3 separate regions of the Gossypium hirsutum genome follow, and regions 1 and 2 are each linked to region 3. The links are chromatin contacts, called in public Hi-C maps. All regions are on one chromosome and are shown on one strand. The core of a region is the stretch at or near the end of the contact, and the rest is flanking DNA. Distances in the headings are between cores, read along the strand shown.

Region 1 (3,821 bases), core at 310-2,809, 270 kb before region 3:
CCTAGCCAGAGACTATGATTAATTGCCTCTCCAGAACTCAAAATAGAATTTTGCAATGATTAGCTATGCTTGAGTTATTGCATATAGAAAATAGTTATCAATTCAACCAGAGTCAACAGAAATGTTTCTGAAAGCTATCCATATCTCACTAATCCAACCCGAACTATTACCATGCATACTTTGATGTTTCTGAAAACCTAAGGCCACTAGTCATCTGTTTCAGTAGCATGCTTCAAAGTTTACCCACATTATACTTACACAGGATTGAATTCAAATTGTTAAGCCAAGTTTCAGTATTGAGTACTAAATTGATCAATAAAAATTTGAAGTAGTATCTAAACAGCCAAATATCTACCAATCACAGAATTATTTCTTTCCTAGCAGCAGCACACAATCTTGCATCAATCAACTCATAATCTAACCCATTTTCTGACTGTCCCACTTACTAAGAAGTTTACCATACCATAACATAACCGATTCATATTAGAAATAAACCACCACCAAATAAAGCTAGGAATCTGAACCCCCATCATATAAATGGTATACCCGTGCCACATCAATGCTGTCATTCATCCATGAGTTATGATTTGTGCCATAAACTCATGAAACATTGTCTATCTCCATCTTAACAAAGTGATAATACCCAGATTCCAATTTCAATTCAAATCTCAAAACTGTTAATCAATTGCCATGCACTAAAACCCCAAAACCAGAAGAAAAGTACATAAATTATTAAAATCAAAACGATTACCAGAAACACACAAAGAAGGCACAACTTTTTGTGCATGCACCATCACTAACTTCACCATCTTCACTTCCACACTATCTTATTTCTAACAAAATACCCAGATATTATTCCAAGCATTATTTGGAACCAAAAGAAAGCAAAAACCTTACAAAAAAAAAAGTCACAATTTCTCATACCCATTAACCTAAACAATAATTACTCAATATCCCATGATCCCAAATAGATCCAAAGCACCAAAATAAACCCTAGTTCTAAAAAGACCTACAAATTACCGATTGGATCCAGAAACAATAATAATTTACCTTCTTGAACTTCTTCTCCAGCGGTTCTTTCACCAAAAACCTGAGAGAATTTCCAATCCAACGGTTGTGGCGGTCCTGCCAGAGCTGCGACCACCTCATCGCCTCCGTGCATTTCTCTCTCTTTCTTTTTTTGGGTTTGCCTTTCTGCCTGTAATTTCACTGTCTAATAATCAATCACGAAAATTGAAAACCAAACGGCCTAGATTCAACCACACTCCCAAAATCAAATTGAAGATCGCATCTTGAGTTAGCTATTTTTGTTCTCTCTTCCTTGTTAAACTCGAAAGGGGTAAAATTTGAAATATTTGTTTCGATTTCTATAATTCAACCATTGACAATAACCCAAAGAAAAACAAACAACAGACACCCAAATTTTCTCCCTCTTCCTGAGAAGAAATATATATTCCTATCTTTTTCTCTTTGCGAAGGAGAATTTTGGATTTTTAGGAATTTTTTTTTTCTTAAAAGGACTGAAATGACTGAGCAGGGAAAATAGAATTCTCTCTCAATAATGCAAGCTTCTTTTTCTCTATTTAATATTTTTTGTGTATATGCTAGCGTTACATACTGTCATGTTTTCCACTTTGACTGTGGGTTTTGATTGAGTGATTCAGTAAAGAGGCGCCGTTTGATCGAGGGAGGACGGGTATTAGTACAAGTGAAATTTTAGGAGTCCAGTGAGTGAGACTTGTGAATTGTTTATTCTCTAATTATACGGTTTCATCGAGCTAAGTTGATTCTTTTGAAGGTTTAAATTTGTCAAAAGTCCTCTATTCTTTCACAATTTAAAATTTAATCCTTGAGATATTTTTTTTGATATTTTCATTGATTTAAAATTCTTGCTCCTTCCATCCAATTTTGCTGTTGAAAAACTTTTATAGTACTTAAAACATTTTATATTCGTTTATCGATTTGGCCCTTAATTTTAAAAATACATAAAACATTCTAAAAAAATTAAGAAATATCTTTTTACATATTTTCAATTAAAAATTATATTTTATAAAATTATGAAATATTAAAAAATATTTAAAATTAAAAAAAATCATTTAATTTAGTTATAATATATATAATTTGAAGTAAATGGCAATATCATTGATTAAAGAAAGCACAAGAGAGTAGCCAGCGAAAAATGGACAATAAAACTAACCCAGACCACCAGGCCCTCCCCTTACACCCATACGCCCATCCTAATATCCATCATTTGTAAAATGTGGAACTGAATCTCAAATATGCAGATGAGCAGAAAATAAAACTACTCTAGTCAACTCGTGAACCCAATTAAAAATCACATAACTAAATTGATTCTTAAGGCTAATACAATCCCCACAAATACACTATATAAATTTCCATAAAAAAATTATTACCTTTGAATTTTGTCAAATGAGGTTTCTCTTCCAATAGCCACCCATTTGATTGCTAAAAGATTAAATAAAAAGAAGAGTTAAGGCATATATGGTTATATACTACATAATTCTCTTTGCAAACTACATTAACCTATAACCCATGGAATGATGTTATGGTCTTTTACATTTGGAGAAGCAAAAACCAATGGTAATTACTAGTTTCTGTCTACCTCATAAATTATATGACATTTACATAACAATAGAAGAATATTATGCTAATCAACAACCATAAAGGGATTGGTAGTAACAACAAACCATTAACATCCTTAAAATTTAGTAACCAGTGACATGAATACCAACAGGTGGCCTGAATTGAAAGGCATAACTTTTTATTTTAAAATTTTTATTTTTGAATGAGTTTCTAATTATTCAGTAATTTTTAATATTATAGAAAAAATATATTTATTGAAAATATAAAAACAAATATTTATCATTCATTTGTTTTACAATATTATGTATTTTTAAATAATAGGGGTTAAATTGATAAAAAAAAAAACTATAAGCTATAAAAGTTATCTTTGCCTTATTTTTCATGATTGTCATGTCTACAACTAAAGGCAAAGTTAGATGGAAGTTCGTAAAAGCATCAAAATTTTTAAATAAAAATATATAGAAAGGGATTTAATGTTTCAAAATTAAACTACATATATTAAAATTTAAATGTTAAATGAGTATAGAAATTTTTATATTTTTCAAAATAAAATATTTATTTTCTAATACTGATTATTTCTTGAAATTTTATATTTTATTTTCTTGAAATTTTTAACATTTAAAATTTAAATGTTAAATGAGTATAGAATTTTTATTTTTTTGAACAGTCATTTCGTTTCGTCGATGAAAAGAAATATGAAGCAGATTGGATTTAAAATATCGTATAAGACATTGATCTAAAATAAAGCCAATGACTTTTACAAGATGAAGAAAACTCGGAGGCTAGTGATCTGAAGCACCAATGTCTAAAGGCAAGGATCTGACAAGCTTTCAACACAACTAACCACGTCAATTTTGGTTTCTTTTTTATTTTACCTGTGCGAGGAGGCACTCCTTTTTTAGGGTGTATTTAGAATTATTTTTTTATTTTAGGTAAGTAATGTATTTAGTATTGTTTTTAAGAAATATTTTTAAGATAAAAGTATTGTTAAAAATTTTAGTTTCTTCCCAAAATTTTTTTTCTTAAATGCATTTTTAAAATTTATTCCTAAACTAAGGGCTTGTTCTGTAGTACTTAAAAAAAGCATTTCTAGCTCTAAAAATACTTCTGAAAAAAAAAGTTGTGCTAAACAAACTACTTTTAACTGACATTTTTAGTTTTTCAGAAGTATTTTTTAAAAGTATTTCTAAAAAGAATAAACTAAAATTTTTAGCTTT
Region 2 (3,786 bases), core at 56-2,555, 400 kb after region 3:
TGTTGAGATCATGGAAAACAAAATAAAACTTTAAATGGAACAATCAGAACTTACACAGCTACCATGATAAAACACCAAAACTAAAATCTTCCATGGCATGTGTTAGAATTTAAAAAAAAAAATTATGCAAGAAAGATATATACAAAACTAAATACAGAAGTTTCCAATAATACCATATGGAAGAAGTTCGTATCAAAGTGAAATATGAAAAATATGCCTTTGTGCAAAGCTGCAGTGACCAAACTCCAAGTTTATCATACTCTCACATGCAACCCAAGTATTTCTAATTAAGTATCATTAAAGAAAATGAGAACAAATAAGCAGCTCAGTATGACCTAGGAATAGGCACCTAAGGACCAAGAAAAGGACAAGTATAAAGCAAGATGTCATTAAGATAACAAAGCATACCGCTGCTCTGAGGTCCCATGATAGCAACCACAGCATATGACAACCCACATTCAGCAAGCTTAATTTCCTTGATAAGGCGGTCAGTTCCAACATCATTGAACAATCCATCTCCATCAATAAGTTGAATTGAATGACATTCCTCAGTCGTGGCTGTGAAGCGAAATGTCCGTATTATGTTTCAGTAAAGAGAATGAAGGTTCCATCAGCAACGTTAAGATTAAAATATCCATATCAATTGATCAAGGAAAATTTAAGAATATCTCAACTAAAAACAGTTAGTATATTCAGTAATTCAGACAGATAAATTTGGCAACTTTAATATCTACGGAGCTGATAAGCAAAATCGGATTTTCTCTTTTTCTTTTTTAGTTTTCTTCAGTTTCCTCAGCAACCAAACATGCAGTATACATAAAATCTATCTATAGACCCGATCCAAACAGAAAAATTAACTTCAGACTACAATACTTTACAGAAACTCTTAAAAAACCTAAAAACCAAGTTTAAATATAAATTTTAACATAAAAGAGATCGCATCGCTCATTAACTAATAGTAAAAGAACAAAATTATTAAGGCGGCGCTGATGCTAAAACGCTCTGGTTCAGTTACATCATAGAAATTAAACAAGAAACAGAAAAATTTTAACTAAACAAAGGAAGAAACGGATCACTTAAAACAGCTATAAACAGAGAGAAAATAATAAGGCAAAACAGAAATGGGAAAAGAAAAGAATAAGATGAGACGATGCGATGCGATGCGAGAACGTACCCATTGAATCTTGTTTGAAATTGATAGCTCAGAAACTGAGGAGATCGATGTCAATGAAAGACAGAGAAAGAGGAGTAAAATAGAGAGAGGCTTTGAAACTTGTCTTGAGTTTACTGCTTTTTTCTTTTCTTTAAAAGTGGGCTGGACTGGGTAATCAAAGACCGCAAAGTAAATAAGTTTAATTTTATCTTTAGTCCCTAAACCTGTTAGATTTCTCAAATTTAGTCCTTTCTTTTTTAATTTCAAGAATTTGATAACTACTTATAATTTGAAAATTAGATTCTAATGTTATTATTTCATTTCTATTAATTTGAGTAGCAGAATTTTAATGTTCAAAAGTATGGTTTGAAAAATTAAATCTCAATTGTAATAATGTATTTAAATTTAACATAATTCAATTAGCAATGGGATAGGTAGTAAAATTTGAAAAGTAAAAGAGAAAAAATTAGACCCACTTCGATAATAATTTTTTTCCTTTTTTATTAAATTTTAAAATTTCTTAATTTCTTAATAGATTAAAAAAAAATCAATACAAATTGAACTCAATGCATGCATCCTCAAATAAGTCTCCATACACCTCCAAACAAGGTGCAAAGATGGAAGCATCTGATTAGTTGTCCAAGACAAAAGGGAAAAGTTTTGGTAGGGAATTGTGTTTGGTTGGGGGGTCAGCTGCACGATCACCGATTCTAGCAGTGCCCATCAGCCGCCCATCCCTTTTTTTGCAAAAAGTGGGCAGTGTGTGATCGGCTGCTTTAACAGTCACTGCGCACGCACTCTAATAACCCAATGTTTCATAGCGGCATGGGTCCAGATGGAACCCACCAGAAACCAAATTTAAAATGAAAAAATGGGTATGGTTAAACCTTATATAAGACAATTAAAAAAAATTTAAACTCGGTACCCAAAGAATATTAAATCTTTTAATTTAATCACTCATCAATTGTGAGTTTTTTAAAGAATTAATAAAATTATTGAAAGACATAAATATTTTTTTTAATAAATTTTGTTGTTTAATTGAGTTGGTCTTATTTAATAATAGTAGAAATAAAGTGAAAATGAGATTGATTTTGTAAGGAAAAAAAAAACATATTATTAATTATGGTTATTAATATATTTATAGTTGTTGTTGCGATAACTTTTCTGATTCATAAAATTTATTTTAAAATTACATATTTACTTATTTGTACACAAATTATAATAAAAAATAAGAATTGTAATAATTTATAATAATTATATAAAAATTGAGATATTAAAGGAATTAAACTTGTTATAATAAATAAATTTTATAACAAGATCAATTGAGTAAAATGTGTTTCTATATAATCTTTCATTCCTTCAACTAAACATCCAAATTTTATATTCCAACCAAATTAACTAAATAATATAATCCCGTATTCCACCCATAATCTTACATTTCCATAATATTATCACACAACATAATCTAATATTTCACAAAACAAATGTACCCTAGTAAATAAATTTGAGATGAAAAATTAATTGTGCAAACATTTTATTATTATTTTTACAAACATTTATTTTAAAGAAATGTCACATCTGAATTATGTAATTTTAGCACCTCTTCTAAATACGCATTTAATTTATGTATTGTTTGATGAATTAAAAAATTAAATGTGTTGAAATTAAATTATAAAATTTGTTTCATAAGTAAGTATTTATTAGAAGTATATTTTTTGATAATGAAAATCTTGAATTACAAAAATTTTTTATTTACATTTTATCATTATTTTTTATATTTTTTTATTATACTTGCAACATCCATTACCCGACTCAATCACTAGGTCAAAGTATCGAGATGTCATATTCGATGCTGAAGCAACTACGATCACTCCAAATCAATTTAATTTTTTTTTCAAGTTGTTAAGCTTAAAATACAATTAAATATGATTTAGACACTTATCTGAGCTTAAAACGAGCTTACGAAAGTTCCCAAGGTTATCAAAGGTCATTTAGGGACCAAATTGCAAAGTCCAAACTTTCAGTGCTCGTTGCGACTTCATGGATTCCATGTTGCGACCTCACTCACTGACTTGAGCTCGTCGCGACTTCATAAGGCCTGACGTCACAACCTCAATCCTGCCACCTTAAATCTTAAGAATTTTTTTTCTTCCTTGCATTAATGGCAACATTTATATGGTATATACCAACCAAATTCAGCCTTGATAACATTCAAACATGCCCAATAAACCATTCAAATATGCCAATTTGAACCTTAAATATCACCTAATTGTACTCAATTCCAAATCATACCAAACCAATTTACAAGATTTACAAAATGAATCAAAAGCACCAAAGCTTTCATTAAAATCAACCAAAACATGTCCAACATATCCCTAAGTATATGCCAAAGACTAAAGTCCAAAAAATTTAAATTCATGCTCTCTTCAAGGCTTGATTTTGTAATGAGATGAGTTAGAGATGATCTTCACCCTAAAGCTTCAAAATGATCTTCACCTACGTTGTAACGATTCAGTTTCCAATGATGTCGAAAAATGCGGTTTTGGGACCCCATCTTCATAAACCGAGTTAGTAAATATTAAAAATGTAACACCCCTTACCCGTATCCGAGGCCGGGATAAGGTACGAGGCGT
Region 3 (3,705 bases), core at 313-2,812:
AGCCACACATAAGTGGCAACTGGATCAAAAAGATCTTCCATAATTAGTACCCAGATGATAAAAGATGCAGCTCAACTGAATCACGCATAAAACCATTGAGCAGAACTAAGATGAATCATACATACTACCAGGAAACAGAAGCAACAAAGTCCAGAACTTTATCCACTTCCCTAAGTTTCAATTAAGAGTGTGAATTACAAACCTTTTCTGAACCATCAGATCCCCTAATTCAACCTTAATTTCCCATAACAAAACATACTCAACATCATGTTCAAACTCTAATGATGCGATAAAATTGATGGCTGCAACTACTAGCAGGGCAATGAGTGGAGCACACAGGAAGAAAGGACAACAGAATTGCCAAGGGCGCTGGGAAACACAGAACTAGAAATAGAAGAAAACGACAAGAGAATACAACTGTTACGAGGTCTGAAGTAGCAAATTATAATTAGTTAGTCCAGCTGTTACTTGCCAAATGACACATTGTCCTCCACCTGTTACTTGCCAAATGACGCATTGTCCTTGCTCCCTTCTATTTGGAAATTCAGATACGACATCATCTAACGTGTGCTCATATAGGACAGTGATGTAATGAGCTCATTATGAATGAAGAATAGCTTTTTCTTCCTCTAAATTCTTTCCTATTTCTGGTCTTTCTCTTCTCTTTTTCCTTCCAACTACCTAACATCGTATCAAACTACATGTCACTGTTCTGTGACATATAGCAGACATTCAACAACCAAGCTGCCATTGTTGTTGATTGGGCCTATCCATTCCAAAAAAACACTGAAAACCCTAAATTTTGCATCAAATACGCACATTAAAAACACTTAAAACCTTATTCCACTTAAACCAACTTGGAATTTGCATTCATCCATTTCCAATTCCATATTAGCTTCTCTTTTATCAACTTTTGCATCAAAATATATAACATAAATACACATGCACCCAAAAAAAATACAAGGAAAATCAAATCCAAAAATTCACATAAATTACCAAATAAAACCGAAATTCCCAAAGCAAATAGTTAAAAAGTTTAAATTCCTCTGCTGACCAGAGCAGATTCGGCTACTAATGATTAGATTGAGGAAGATTTTCTACTTTTGTGCTCCTCTTTTACACTGTTTTGCCTGCGAAAAAAACCCAGGTAATCAGGCAAAAAGTTATCCGAGAATCTGAGGCTGAAGTTTCGGTTTTCAATATTCATGAAATAGTAATCAAATTAAAAAAGAATAAAAAAATAGGCGTTGATTCAAACCTTCGGGCAAGGATATGAATGATAAACTAGGGTTTGTGAGATGGGACTTGGTTGAAATATCAGAAAAGCATTTTTTTTTTTTTTTGCAGGTGATGTTCTTCTAAGAAAAGTTAAGAGGAAAAATAGGGAGTAGATGAATGAAAATTGAAGATTTAAGATCGAAGAGAAGGCTTAGCTGTGTGCTGAATATTGTTGGCCAAGGATGCAATAGCACTAAAATTAAATTATAGGACGTTCGGAACTAAACCGACCGCTTCCGCCACTAACTCTTCATTCAATCAGTTTCATTTAGAGGTGGGTTATACTACGTACAATTTAGAGGTATATTATACTAATACTGCAGGCTGGAATAAAAAGTAAGTTATACATATCCAAACCCACACTTACATATGAAATATATATATTTATTTAAATATAATAATAATAAAATATATAATTTGAATTTAATTAATAATAATCCAGTAGGCTAAATTAACTATATATGACAATTTTTTTATTTGTCTTTTTAGGTCATTTCTTTAATTTAAAGAAATAGGTCATTTTTTAGAAAGAAAAGGAAAGTGCATCCAGCTAGTCATGCTTTCTATACAGTTGGCGGGAAAGCTCACCCAGCTAGACGCGTTTTCCTGCCACATGTACAGAAAGGTCGCCTAACTAGACGCGCTTTCCCATTCTCTCTCCCAAGGTTAGGGTTTTTAAATTTTGTTAGGTTTATGAGGTTAGGTATTTTTAAGGGTTTAAGGTTTGGGTTCAATGGTGAAATCGCAAAAGTTTATAAGTAGATTTGAGGGGTTGAGGATGTGATAACGCTTCTTAGAAGACATACATTATATATGTCATGGCGGACTAGGACCATTACCTCAGAAACTCATCTTGAGGAAATTAGATTTTGGGGTGACAGTGCTTAATAAGATCATAGGTCGAAGTTTAGGTGGAGGTTTCAGTCCGCGGCCATGATGTAGTAACAAGCTCGAGTATAACCAGGGGCCAATTGATGGTCATTATGCGGTCACAAATTCAAGCTTTTTAGATACCTGCAAATGATGCCTTATATAGTAAAATTGAAGTCATAATCATAGGGGAAAATGGAGTGATTTTTGATGTAATCAACATAATTTTTTTCTTTATTTCCAGCAGTTGATATCTTTAACCTTCCATTTTTATCCAAAGGCTGACACCGAGGTGGACACAAAAGGGTTCTTAGGCGAAAAATAGATGTTCTAGCATAGTAGATGTCAAACTCGGGTCAATGCGACAGTGGTTGTAGTTATTAATGGCTTGTTTAATAACAACGATCGTTGTCACCTCGAAAAGAGCATCACCTTTACTGCACTACAACAGCCACTCCCCACTTGAAAGTCCTCCTAGGTCCATGACGATGTTGGCCTTCGGAAAAGAAAAAATGTTAAAGGTACTGGCTGCCTAAAAATGGAGAAAAAAATTACGCCGATTATAGCGGGAAGCCTCATAGTTTTTCCTAATGATTATGCCCTCAAATTTCCATATTGTATTTATAACGCAACATTTCCGGGTATCCAAAAATTTTAAGCTCGTGGTCGCGTAACGAAGGTCAACCGACTCACCCGTTATACCCCAATCCATGACCATATAATGACCATCACTTGAGACCTCTACACAGACTTCCATCCTTGATTGTACAAAGAAAAATCACCCCAGAACCTAACTTCCCCAGGATAGGCTTCAGATGTAATGGTCTCATCTCGGATCACATTACCGACGACTCAAGAATACCTCAAACTATCCAAATTTTATCAACGAATGAAATTTTTAACATTGAGAAATGATGTATAGTGAATGGATAGAGAGGTTGGAGGAGAAGATGTTTGAGGGATAATGAAGTATGGAGTGAAAGACTCATTTTATAAATGTGGGGGTAGGGTGGGATTGTAAAGGAGAAAATTCCCATGATCAAAGATGCATCGCAGGATAGCGTCTTCGATGAATATATTCAAAATGTACTTTAAATCTATTGAAAAATTCGAGGGGTCAAGTACTTTTATTTTTTAGAGAAGAAAAATGTTAGAGAAGGCTCGTCCATCTGGGTGCGCTTCCCTCCTTCTCTAACACTTTTCTTCTCTAAAAAATAAAAATGTCTAACCCTGAGAATATTTCTAAATATTTAAAGCATGTTATGAGCCACAAAATACCCTAATAATGAAATTATATGACTTTTAAGGCGCCGTAACAGCCCGATTTAGATCCTAGTCGAAATAGTAGTTTCAGGACCACAAATCTAAGTCAAAAAAATATTTTAATATTATTTTCTGTGATTATAATATGTGAATTGATATTTGTGAGAGTTTGGTGTAAAAATTTTATCGTTTGTGTGCCGATTTGATAAAAAGGACTTAATCACGTAAAATGTGAAAGTGGCTAGCTATTTGTTAAAAGACCTCAATTGCTATGGTTTATTAGAGGTAAGGTCC

Evidence for each region. Hi-C and Micro-C count contacts between places; a contact is called where the count stands out from the background.
Region 1: a Hi-C map of leaf shows a contact between it and region 3, with 3 times the contacts expected there. The contact joins the promoter of LOC107951933 here to the promoter of LOC107951930 in region 3. A contact is called at or near these places in 11 of 34 Hi-C or Micro-C datasets (callus, hypocotyl, leaf and 1 more).
Region 2: a Hi-C map of leaf shows a contact between it and region 3, with 1.9 times the contacts expected there. The contact joins the promoter of LOC107951850 here to the promoter of LOC107951930 in region 3. A contact is called at or near these places in 6 of 34 Hi-C or Micro-C datasets (callus and leaf).

What each region holds. Positions count from the first base shown.
Region 1 is chrA02:82,597,710-82,601,530 of Gossypium_hirsutum_v2.1, reverse strand. LOC107951933 (serine/threonine protein phosphatase 2A 55 kDa regulatory subunit B beta isoform) reads right to left here and starts at 1,559. Exons shown (of 14, transcript XM_016887119.2): 1 at 1,051-1,559. The coding sequence starts at 1,162.
Region 2 is chrA02:81,931,320-81,935,105 of Gossypium_hirsutum_v2.1, reverse strand. It overlaps LOC107951850 (protein ROOT HAIR DEFECTIVE 3), which reads right to left and starts at 1,305. Exons shown (of 23, transcript XM_016887013.2): 1 at 1,175-1,305; 2 at 409-558. The coding sequence starts at 458.
Region 3 is chrA02:82,329,941-82,333,645 of Gossypium_hirsutum_v2.1, reverse strand. It overlaps LOC107951930 (protein FLX-like 3), which reads right to left and starts at 1,562. Exons shown (of 7, transcript XM_016887114.2): 1 at 1,259-1,562; 2 at 1,055-1,130.